2 separate regions of the Mus musculus genome follow, and region 1 is linked to region 2. The links are chromatin contacts, called in public Hi-C maps. All regions are on one chromosome and are shown on one strand. The core of a region is the stretch at or near the end of the contact, and the rest is flanking DNA. Distances in the headings are between cores, read along the strand shown.

What was found. A called contact is a pair of places that touch in the nucleus more often than the background predicts.
Region 1: a Hi-C map of the G1E-ER4 cell line shows a contact between it and region 2, with 3 times the contacts expected there. The contact joins two enhancer-like sites. A contact is called at or near these places in 3 of 484 Hi-C or Micro-C datasets (CD8 T cells, the G1E-ER4 cell line and pre-B cells) and 3 of 115 datasets of contacts at active chromatin or transcription factors (forebrain, memory CD8 T cells and pancreatic cancer cells).

The regions. Positions count from the first base shown.
Region 1 is chr11:21,189,483-21,194,456 of GRCm38.p6, forward strand. No RefSeq gene overlaps it. Among named protein-coding and RNA genes, the nearest start is that of Vps54, 47 kb to the right of the region's middle. Within about 2 kb of position 2,614, at least 17 of the 459 cell types and tissues checked have an H3K27ac peak or open chromatin away from gene starts, as enhancers often do. A contact at or near this core is called in the G1E-ER4 cell line, where this site is marked.
Region 2 is chr11:20,536,009-20,541,467 of GRCm38.p6, forward strand. No RefSeq gene overlaps it. Among named protein-coding and RNA genes, the nearest start is that of Gm32142, 60 kb to the left of the region's middle. Within about 2 kb of position 3,208, at least 10 of the 459 cell types and tissues checked have an H3K27ac peak or open chromatin away from gene starts, as enhancers often do. A contact at or near this core is called in the G1E-ER4 cell line, where this site is marked.

The DNA.
Region 1 (4,974 bases), core at 1,364-3,863, 650 kb after region 2:
GACGGGCCCCACGGGGGGGGGGGGGTCCTTTGGCCGTTTCCCTGGACCGCAGGTAGTGGGTGGCTGTTGATATCAGTCTTAGATCGGCAATCTCGTGCCCAATGGCGGTCTTTCTTGCACTTAGGGCAAAGATGGGGGTGGATTTTTGTTGGGTAGCAAGCATGGTTGAGACTAGGGTGCTCTGTCTTTGTGTAGGGCATCCTCTAGCAAAATGTCCAGGTTGGTTGCATCTATAGCAAGTTTTTTCTCCTTTATTTAGTTGTAAGGCAGCCCCAATAGCCAGGTTGATAGACTTAGAAACTTGTTGGGAAAACACATCTACCTCATTACAAAGCTTGATCATACCATTTATATCTAAACTCTTGGTTTTACCTCTCAGGGCAGCCCTACATGCCGAATTGGCATTTTCAAGAGCAAGTTGTCAGACTAACAGACCCTCACTTTTCTCAGGTCCCAAAATTCTCTCAGCTGCTTCCTGCAATCTGGCAACAAACTGCGCATAGGACTCTTGGGGCCCTTGTATAATCTTGGTTAGGGGCGTAGTCGGCGCCCCTGCAGCAGGGACAGCACACCAAGCTCCCAGGGCCACCTGTGCCGTCTGGGCAAGGACACCAGGGGAGAGCCCTAATTGTTTTTTGTCTGCAGCGAAATTGCCTTTTTCCACAGATTTTATCAGCAGTCCAGGAGGCTGTCTTACTAGTAGGATTCTTTCTATTATTTGCAGCCAAATTTTCTCCTCTGTCCACAAACTCTGACTTCCAAGTTAAATATTGGGCTCTAGTGAGGACAGACTGAACAACTTTATTCAATTCATTGGGTATCAAGTAGCCTTCTCCTGCTAAACCTTCTAATATAGATACTGTGAACGGGGCATTAACCCCATAATTTTTGACTGCTGAATTAAGATCTTTTACATGTCTCAGTTTTAGCTTTTTGAAGACTGGTTGGCTGTTGGTGTCCAACCCTTCATCAGGGGACATGGCACCCTCATCGGAATCAGAGTTTGCTTGATCCCCCTCCTCATCACTCTCTGGTTCCCCCTGATCTTTATCGGAGGAGCCGGGGGGGGGGGGGTCCTCATGACCTGGAGCAGCCTGACGTGTTTGAGCTCCAGTGAGGACAGGAAAAGCCAATTTTTCATTCCCTTGATTCCCTTGTTTCTGAGAGGGACCTTTGCGGCCAGTTTAAGGATTTTTTGAGATGGGACCTTGAAGGTTCCCCATGAGGGCTCTTTGTAGACTCTGAGTCTCTAGACTGAGGTCTTGTAGCTCCTTTTGAAGTCCTAGAACATCTTAAGATTGGTGATCTGAGTCTGAAGCTCTCTTTTAGTTTGAAGTAATCGCTGAACAGACGAAGGGGCCAGCGATACAGGCCAAGGATTAGGCTGAGGATTAGGGGGAAAGGGGGGCAAATAAGGAGGAGAGTGGAAATTGAAGGGCTCGATGGTAAGATAGGCACCAGGCCCGGGACCATAGTGGTCTTGTTCATATTTAAAGGTTTCCTCATCCAATTCTGCCTCCGAGGCAGGATCAAGAGGTTCATCTGACAACTCCTTATACAAAATGGGGTAAATCCTTTTTGGTCTAACAGGGGGTCGAGCAATAGCCCCTTTTCTAGAATCTAATGTAATTTGGGGAGAAAGAGGGGAAGGTAGGGAGTCCTTAGGGACCGGGGCATCGATAATCGATGATAATCGATAATCGATGATAATTGATAACCGAGACTGACGATTCGCTGGTGGCTTAGTTTCGCTTTTGCGAGAAGGCGGTCGGGAGTTTTCTAAAAAATCTTCAGTAAGGGCTAAGAGACGGGCGCCTTTTCTGCCCTCTTCTGCCTGTTTAAGGAGATTTCTGACGATTCCCCAATAGCTAAAAAAGGACTCAAGAACACTTTCTCCTTGTTTTATCAAAGCATTGATATCTTTGCCTACTTTATTCCAAGTTAAAGGGTGTATTTCAGGACCATTCAATACCAGCCATGGACATCTCTCGTCCACAAAACAAAAAAATTTTATTAAATCCTTTTTCTTAACTCTTATCCCTCTCTCCTAAAGAGACCCCCTTCATCTCTTGAATAAAAACTGTCTCTTTGGACAGAACATTCTCCATGGTGAATGGGACAACAATTTTATGCCCAGGCTTACCTCGGCGTCTGCGACACTTGAGCGAAGTGATGGGGAACTGTCTCACTGTCTACGCGTACCTCTTGAATCCGTTGTCCGGAGGGTGGTTGTACCTCATGCCCCATGTCAGGCGCCACTTGACCCATCCAGCAGGTCCAGTTATTTGAGGGTCTCGAGGGGACCTTCTCCTAAGAACCAAATGGGGGGAGAGAAAGACGGACACCAAGTGCGAGGAACGACATGGAACCAGTCTGATTAGCATTAAGGTGTCACTGTATTCAGCAAGGCTCAAAACTTAAATGCACAAGCAAAAGGGAAAGTACTTCTCAGCAGGAGGAGTGGGGCAGTGGAAATTTTTCTTTTGGCAGCTACACCAGGAAGCAGGAACTTGGTGGTATCAGGGTGTGGTCAGGACATCTGGCACTGACTTAGGGCTGGAACATTCTGTGGTTATTCTCAGAACGGTGCGTCGGTGGCCCGCTTTTGATCCCCTTTTCTTCTCAGGGGGGGAGAGGCCCAATTCGGAGATCAAGACAATAGAGTTGTCTTAATAGCTCCCAACACAGTGGTACTTGCTTAGAGACTCCCCCAAGTGAGACAACTAAATGCAGATTGATGCAGCAAAACACAGATCAATGCAAAAGCAAGAAGTTTATTTTCCAGCACATTGGGTCGACCTTCAATTAGTCCCTCAAGGCAAGTGACTAGAAGGCAAGCCCCACCCCCGTGGCTATTACAAGCAGTTTTAATATATTTTAGGGACACATCAGCAAGGTTACAGTTCAAATTTATTGGCTAAGCATATTGACTAGCAAGCATGAGACAAATTTGAACTCTACCTGGGACTTTCCAGAAGTCAGTCAGTACATTCTGAGAATTTTTTTGCTCAAGAATGTTCCTGTGGGTGGAGAATAGAACTTGGCTTAGCCTTGACCCCAGGCAGGAGGGGGAAGCTGTAAGGAGGATGTGGGATTGGAAAAAGCCCTTAGGGCCCTTCATTCCCCCCCTTTTCTTGTACAAGCTCTAATCCTAGAGCTATGCTCAGGGGTTTTGTGTGGGGCTGAGGGTGTAGGGGAAAAGGGGGGAGGGAGAGAGCTCATGTCCAGCCAGAGTTCCTGTGCTCTGGGCAGGCAGATGTGGGAGGACTGTTGGATGTTTCCCACATGGCTCCAGGTGGGCATCTGGCTGTGGACAAGGGGCAGCCCCCAGCACCAGGTTCTCAGTCTCTGGCATACCACGCTGGATACTGCAGAGGAGATGAGAACAGAATAGGAGATATGGGAAGAGGGCAGAGGGAGAGATGTTTCCACACAGATGAGAGTCCTTAATCTGGGCCTTGATGAACAGAGACAGTCTATGGTTTTAGAGCTTTATTGTAGAAAGGCAGGGGGAAAGAGAAAAGATAAAAAGAGAGAGAGACTGGCCATGGCCAAGAGAAAAGGAGAGAGAGAGAGAGAGAGAGAGAGAGAGAGAGAGAGAGAGAGAAGAAGAAGAAGGAGGAGGAGGAGGAGGAGGAGGAGGAGGAGGAGGAGGAGGAGAAGAAGAAGAAGAAGAAGAAGAAGAAGAAGAAGAAGAAGAAGAAGAAGAAGAAGAAGAAGAAGAAGAAGAAGAAGAAAGGCTAGAGAGTAAGAAAGGTAAAAGCTTAGCTTAGAGTGAGGTAAAAGCTTAGAGAGTAAGAGAGAGAAAGAGGGAGAGTAAGGAAAGTAAAAGCTTAAGAGAGCGAGGAGGGGCTGAAAGACTCCGTGAGGAGCCCCTCGCTCAGGTCTTGGGACAATAGCGGACACCCAAGAACTCACGAGAGACCAAGCTTGATGCAAACCACATGAGGCTTTATTGGGGGAAAGCCAGAGCTCTGGGGACGACTCATATCCCATGCAGAGGTAGAGGAGTCAACCCTGAGGGGAAAGGGGTCTCAGTTCTTATAGGCTCTCAGTGGGGAAAGGAGAAGGGGGGAGAAGGGGATTTCCAGATCTAAACAATGTCTATTCTCAAGAAATGGGTATGGGAGGGGTACAAGGAAAGAGTCTGGTGCAGGTGTAGCAACTCAGGATTGGCCTGGCTGTGGTTGCTGGGGAGATTTTCTGACTCTATCTTAGCAACCAATATCACAAACACCTGGCAATGGGCTTCATCAGTGGGCACACACATGGGTTCAAGGAACGGTCAAAACATTGGCAGACACACAGGTTCAAGGAGTGGCCAGAGCATTGTGCACCTCTATTTTTTTTTTTTTTTAAATCAGTGAAGCTAGTTCTGCTAACAATGAAATCTATCTTGCCAATTTCAGGGCTTCTGTGACCTTTTACATTCTGTCAGGATCTTTCAGGGCCAAACAGTCCCTCTTATAGTGGGGCTTGTTATCTTGCTGTTGCTAGGTAACTGGGAGGAGTCTAGCCTGAAGGTCCGAAGCTTGGGGCTAGCCTCAAGCCTCTCCTGTGGGGGCTGTGGGGGCAGTAACTTCGACAGGAGCCAGGGGTCCAGGAGACATGAAAATTATCACCACCGGGTTTCACCGGGGTTCAGACTTCAACTCGACTGGAGACCAGCCTGTCTGTGCATAGCCCATTGCCCCACAGTCTTGTGTAACTAACTCATATTCTTCAAGTGCTGTACTCAGGGTCTCATATTGTTGGTGCAGGACCATCAGCTGCACTGCTCCTATTCTCTCTTTTATGAAGGCTATAAGCTTGTTCAATATGCAGGGCCCAAAGGTCAACAATAGCAGGAATACAATTGGGGTCCTAACAAGGTGGATATGAGGGAGGTTAACCATGGGAAGGAGTTAAACCAAGATTCAAGCCAGCCCTGACTCTGTTCCCTTCTCTCTTCTGCTTGGCTAGCCCTTCTCTCAC
Region 2 (5,459 bases), core at 1,958-4,457:
GTTTGAGTCATTGGTTAAAGCTACCTCCTTCTGTATCCATTTTCCCAAAGACCAATGCACTTAGATCTTGTGGTTTGGGGAAAGCAGAAATGGCAGTGGGCAGTCTCACCCCATAACTTAAACAACTTGAGACCCAGGAGATACTTGGCTCTGCTTTTCTTCTTCAGCATCCTGGCCTGGAGGAAATGGCCCCAGGAGCTAGAAAAGCAGGCTGGGCTCCTTTGACTATTACCCCTGCCAGCTACTTTCTCTAGCTCTATAGTGCACGGCTAGCCCTGCTACCCTCTCCTGTTTCTGTGTCTGCACAGTCAGTGGCTCCTGCGATGCTGCCTGTCTCAGAGAAACCATGTTAAGGTTAGATGTACTCTCGCCAACTGCTTAAGAGCAACGAGGTTAAGTTTTGTGAATGGTGAATTTGAGCGTTTTCTGAGGAAGAACCACTATTATAGCCTATCTGCAAAACCTCAGGATACAGGGGTTGAAGAAGCCTTATTTCACAACTGTCCTAACATATATAAGCCTATGTCTCATTGTGCATAACAAGGAGTATATAAAGGCAAGGTATGTATTTTAACATTGTAACATGATACCCATGTGTCTACCACCCATTTTAATAAATAGAGCACTACCAGCCCCAAGAAATCCCTGTAATAACCATTTTTAAAATGCCTCTTTTGGTTTTATGTCCAGAAGTTTATTTTCCTGATTTTTTTTATTGTTTTATTCTTTTTTAAATGGGGATGGAATCCAGGCTTCTTCCTTGCAGATAAAGCCTCTATCACTTGCTTCTTTTCATTTTTGCTCTTACTTGTCTGTCTCTTTTGCATGTACATGCACATTCACCCATGTGCACATGCATGAGAGGCCAGGGGTCAGCCTCAGCTAAGGAGCCCCTTCCTGTTCTTTTCTTTTTGAGATAGGGCATCTCACAGCCTAGAACTCACCATGTAGGCTAAGCTGGCTGGCCAGCAATCCCTAGGGATCTACCTCTGCCTAGCTCAGCGGCACTGGGTTTGATAAGTCAGTGCCACTCTGCCTACTTTGTTTTCTTTTTTCTTTGTTTTTTGTTTTTAACTGGGGGTCAATTTCAGGTACCTGAGCTTGCAAGGTAAGCACTTTAGCAGCCAGCACCTTAGTAACTGAACTATCCTCCTCCCCGCTCCCTGATTACTTAAAAACAAAAACTTTATCTACCTGTCTGTCTGTCTGTCTGTCTATCTATCTATCTATCTATCTATCTATCTATCTACCTACCCATCCATCTATCTATTTACTTGTTTTTGTGTATATGTGTACAGGCAAAGGCTTGCATGCAACATGGCATGCATGTGGAGGTTACAGGAAACTTGTAGCAAGCAGTTGGTTTTCGTCTCCCAAGTGGGTCCTAGGGATCACACTCAAGTTGTCAGGCTTGGTACTGAGCCACGCAACCACCTGCCCTCTCCCTTTTTAATGGTAGTTTTTACAGTGTTTCGCTATGCTGCTTAGGCTGGCCTTGAACTTGTGATCCCCCCAGGTAAGTCTTCCATAGTAGGTAGGGAAGACACCTGATTTGATTGTTTGAATGCTTTCTGAAAAATATGTTGTCCAGTCTTGCATGTGCTTAACCTGCAAGTAGAATTCTGCTTTTTTTTTTTTTCATTTAATGTTCTCTCTTTTGAGATAACCCTGACCAACTCACTACTTTGTCTTCCCAGCACAGACCTCCAGCCAGCTACTTTTTGGATTCCTATATTTCTCTCCTGAGAAGTCCTCTGCTGGCAGATTTTTCTCCTCAGAATTGTTTGTTCACACCCCTGCTAAATAGTCATCTTAGAAAACTGAGGTCAAAAGCTGCTAGTGATGGCACAAGCCTTTAAAACTCCTGGGGCAGAGGCAGGAAGATCTCTGACTTCAAGGTCAGCCTGGTCTACAGATGGAGTTCCAGTATAGCCAAGGCTACACATAGCTAGGGCTACACAGAGAATCCCTGTCTCAGAAACAAACAAGCGAACAAAAACCAAAAGCAAAAACCAAACAATATCAACAGCAACAAACCAAATTCCAGAGCCAATGATGTAGCTTAGCGGGAGAGTATTTGGCTAGCATGGTCATGGTTTCCATCCCAAGAACCAAAAGCAAAGGGGAGCTAAGAATCACTTTCTGGAAGCTGAGTAAGATGGGTGGGTGTGTTCTCAGCTACTTGAGTGAGTTAGAGGCCAGCCTGGGCTATAGGATTCTATCTCAGGAACAAAACAACTTTTTTTTTTTAAAGTCATATTCAGTAGAATAAAATATATTTATGATATATTTAATTTAAATATTTTTAAAACCACACATAGGCCAAATATTTAATAGCTATTTCTAGAAAATAGTTATAGGTAATTTTTTTTCTTTGTGATTCCCCTTCCCCTCCACCCCCCAATTTGCAACAGATTAAGGGAAGTCTACACAGTTGGTTCAAGTCCTAGCCTGACTTTATTTTCACATCTCCCAGAGGTGGGGAGCAGATGAAGTTCTGAGTGGATGTCTGTCATTAATATGAGCACAGCTAAATCAAGGACCTGGATGCTTCAGACCCATGGGAATGCCAAAGCCTTCCTCAGGTCGGGCTCAGGGAAATGGAGAAATCATCCTCTGGTCCATGTGCAGATTAGGTAATGACTAAGCAGATTAGGTAGTGACTAAGCAGATTAGGTAATGACTAAGCAGACATAGAATGCTACATTATAAGCTCCTGGAACCGCAGAAAGCAGACTGTGGTCCTGCTAGGTAATGTTTATAACTGCGAGGGTCCCAGTGTTGGAAAGTGGTGATGAGCAGTGCAGACTGTAAGAGGGAATCCTGAGAAATTTGCTTTTGAAAACCTTCATCTCTACAACACCCCAGCCTTCAGATTTGGGGAACCTGCAGGTAAGGTTGCCTGAAATTTCTCAGTCCACCAGAAAAGGGGTACAGGCAGCTGGGCTCAATCACACCATGTACCTTCCTGACAAACTCCCAGTTTAGGCTTAGGCCTGCGCATACATAGGACTTTCTGAGGGCCACGAAGCTGTAAGCATTACTTAAGGTCAGAGTTCAGTATGCCAGTAATAAGCCATTAAGGATGGATTCAGCAGAGGCAAGCTTTTAAAGCAGCAGGATCCACAGCCAGCAGGGGTTATTTGGGGTGTACCTTTGTGGGAAATGACTGTTTTCAACTTGCCTGTGGAGGAGACAGTCCTAACCTGACAGCGCACGGGGAGAGTTTAAGCAACACTTTTGTCGCCACCCTGCCTTTGCTAAGCAGCACCCGGAATCTATCCCCAAAGCCCTTGGTGATGCTTTCTCTTGTCCGTCAGTCCTGATATCAAAAGGGAGCAGCACCTGCTGTCTAACCTGACTCCCACAGCTACTTCTCTCCCCTTCCATCCAACTTTGAAGAGGCCTCGTGTCTACTGCTTGCTTCCTGACTCATGATGGATATTGCAATTGCATCAGTTGCTTCTCACTGTGGTCATGATCAGCACCAGCGGCTTTCTACGAGGTGCACACATGCATGTAAGTAAACATATTTGGGCTAGTCTTGAAATAAAGCTTTTTAAAATCCTGGATTGCTTGACTGTTTCTAACTTGAAAACAGGAGTGGGCAGAAGAGGCCATCTTAGAGGAGCCGCTTAGCTGCACTCAGTCTTTAAAGTTAACAAAGGGAGCACTGGGAGATGGAGGGGTGGTCCATGGCAGCAGAAACTGTGGTGGATATAGACATACACACTACACATTACACACACACACACACACACACACACACACACACTTGCCTCTAATCTTTACCATGTGTCACTTTAGAATTCTGTGCCCTCCTTATTCCAATATTTCTTAAAGTGTGGAAGGCCTGCTAGATTCCTGCTTCTCCCCTCAGGCGTGTGTGTGTGTGTGTGTGTGTGTGTGTGTGTGTGTGTGTGTGTGTGTGTGTGTGTGTGTGAGATAAAAACCTGCTAACTCATTTGAACTAGAGATGAATCTCAATAGCATCAGTAAGTTTGCCCTAACTATGCTTCTATAAGCAGTGTTGTGGCGAACACCTTCCACTGCCAGGTGGGACCTCTACAAAGTTAATAGTTCCAGGAGTTCTAAAGGGAGGCTTATTAAGACAGGAAGTAAACAGCCAGGCAGCGATGGCACATGCATTCTGAGAGGCAAGTAGATCTCTGAGTTCGAAGTCAGCCTGGTCTACAGAGTGAGTTTCAGGACAGCCAGGGGTACACAGAGAAATCCTGTCTCAAAAAAAAAAACAAGACAGGAAGTAAACAACTCATAAATCTCAGAAATCCCTGAAACACACCAGATTCACAAGACTTCTCCCTCCCCAAGGTTATGAAAGCAGTAAAGTCTGGGGAAGAGAGAGACTCTTTCATTTAAGGAGCTGCAAGCAAACCATGGGAAAAGCTCCAGTATTTCAGCTTTGGTGAGTTGTCACCCATATTGGGGTGGACTTTCTGTGGCATGACTGCAAATGAGTAGTCCATGTTCTGTAAGTAACCCCAGGAAATTCATTGATTCAGTAAGTTGGCCCTTTGTGATACTTAGCTTTGCCCTGGGTAATCAGACATTTGTTTCTGTCTCCCCAAGAACAGCAGCACACAGCACTTTCTACTCAGACTTATGCACAGCAAATACGCAAGTGATCACAAAACGATCATAAAGTAGAAGCCAGGAGAGAAATAGATGTGAGAGGAAAAAAGAATAAGGACAGGAAGAAAGAGAGGTGTCTAATGAAGTGGTTAGTGTGTCAATACTCAAATCACCTGAACTATTGCTTAAGCAGCAAATAACCGATAGACCTGAGGGGAGACCCAGGAATCTAGCAGGCCTTCCACACTTTAAGAAATATTGGAATAAGGAGGGCACAGAATTCTAAAGTGACACATGGTAAGGATTGGAGGCAAGCCATAGCTCTTCCACCACGAGATTGCTAACCCTTATTTGGAGATCTTTCAGAGTCAAAATCTGTTCTTAGTACCATTATGGTATATACAATAATTCACTACATTTACCTATCTATAAAATGACCTCATAGAAGAATATATATATATATATATATATATATATATATATATATATATATATATATATATATATATATCTAGCTTCTGGAGAGATGGCTCTGAAGTTAAGAGCACTTTGCTGCCCTTGCAGAGGACCCAGGTTTGGTTCCCAGCACACACACAGCTGTGAGAGCAGCTTTCTTTGACTCCAGGGGATCCAATGCCTTCTTTTGGCCTTTATGGGCACCAGGCACTAACATAGTACACATAAATAATAAATACAAGCAAACACTCATCTGCATAAAATAAAATGTAGTACAGTAACCCAGATTAGGAGTAGTGGAGTGTTTTGTTTGTTTTTGCCACAGTGAGGGATCCAGCTAACATTGTTCACCTTGTACGAATCACTAGGCTGACAGTGAGAACACTAGGTCCCCTGCCCTGTATAGCTCC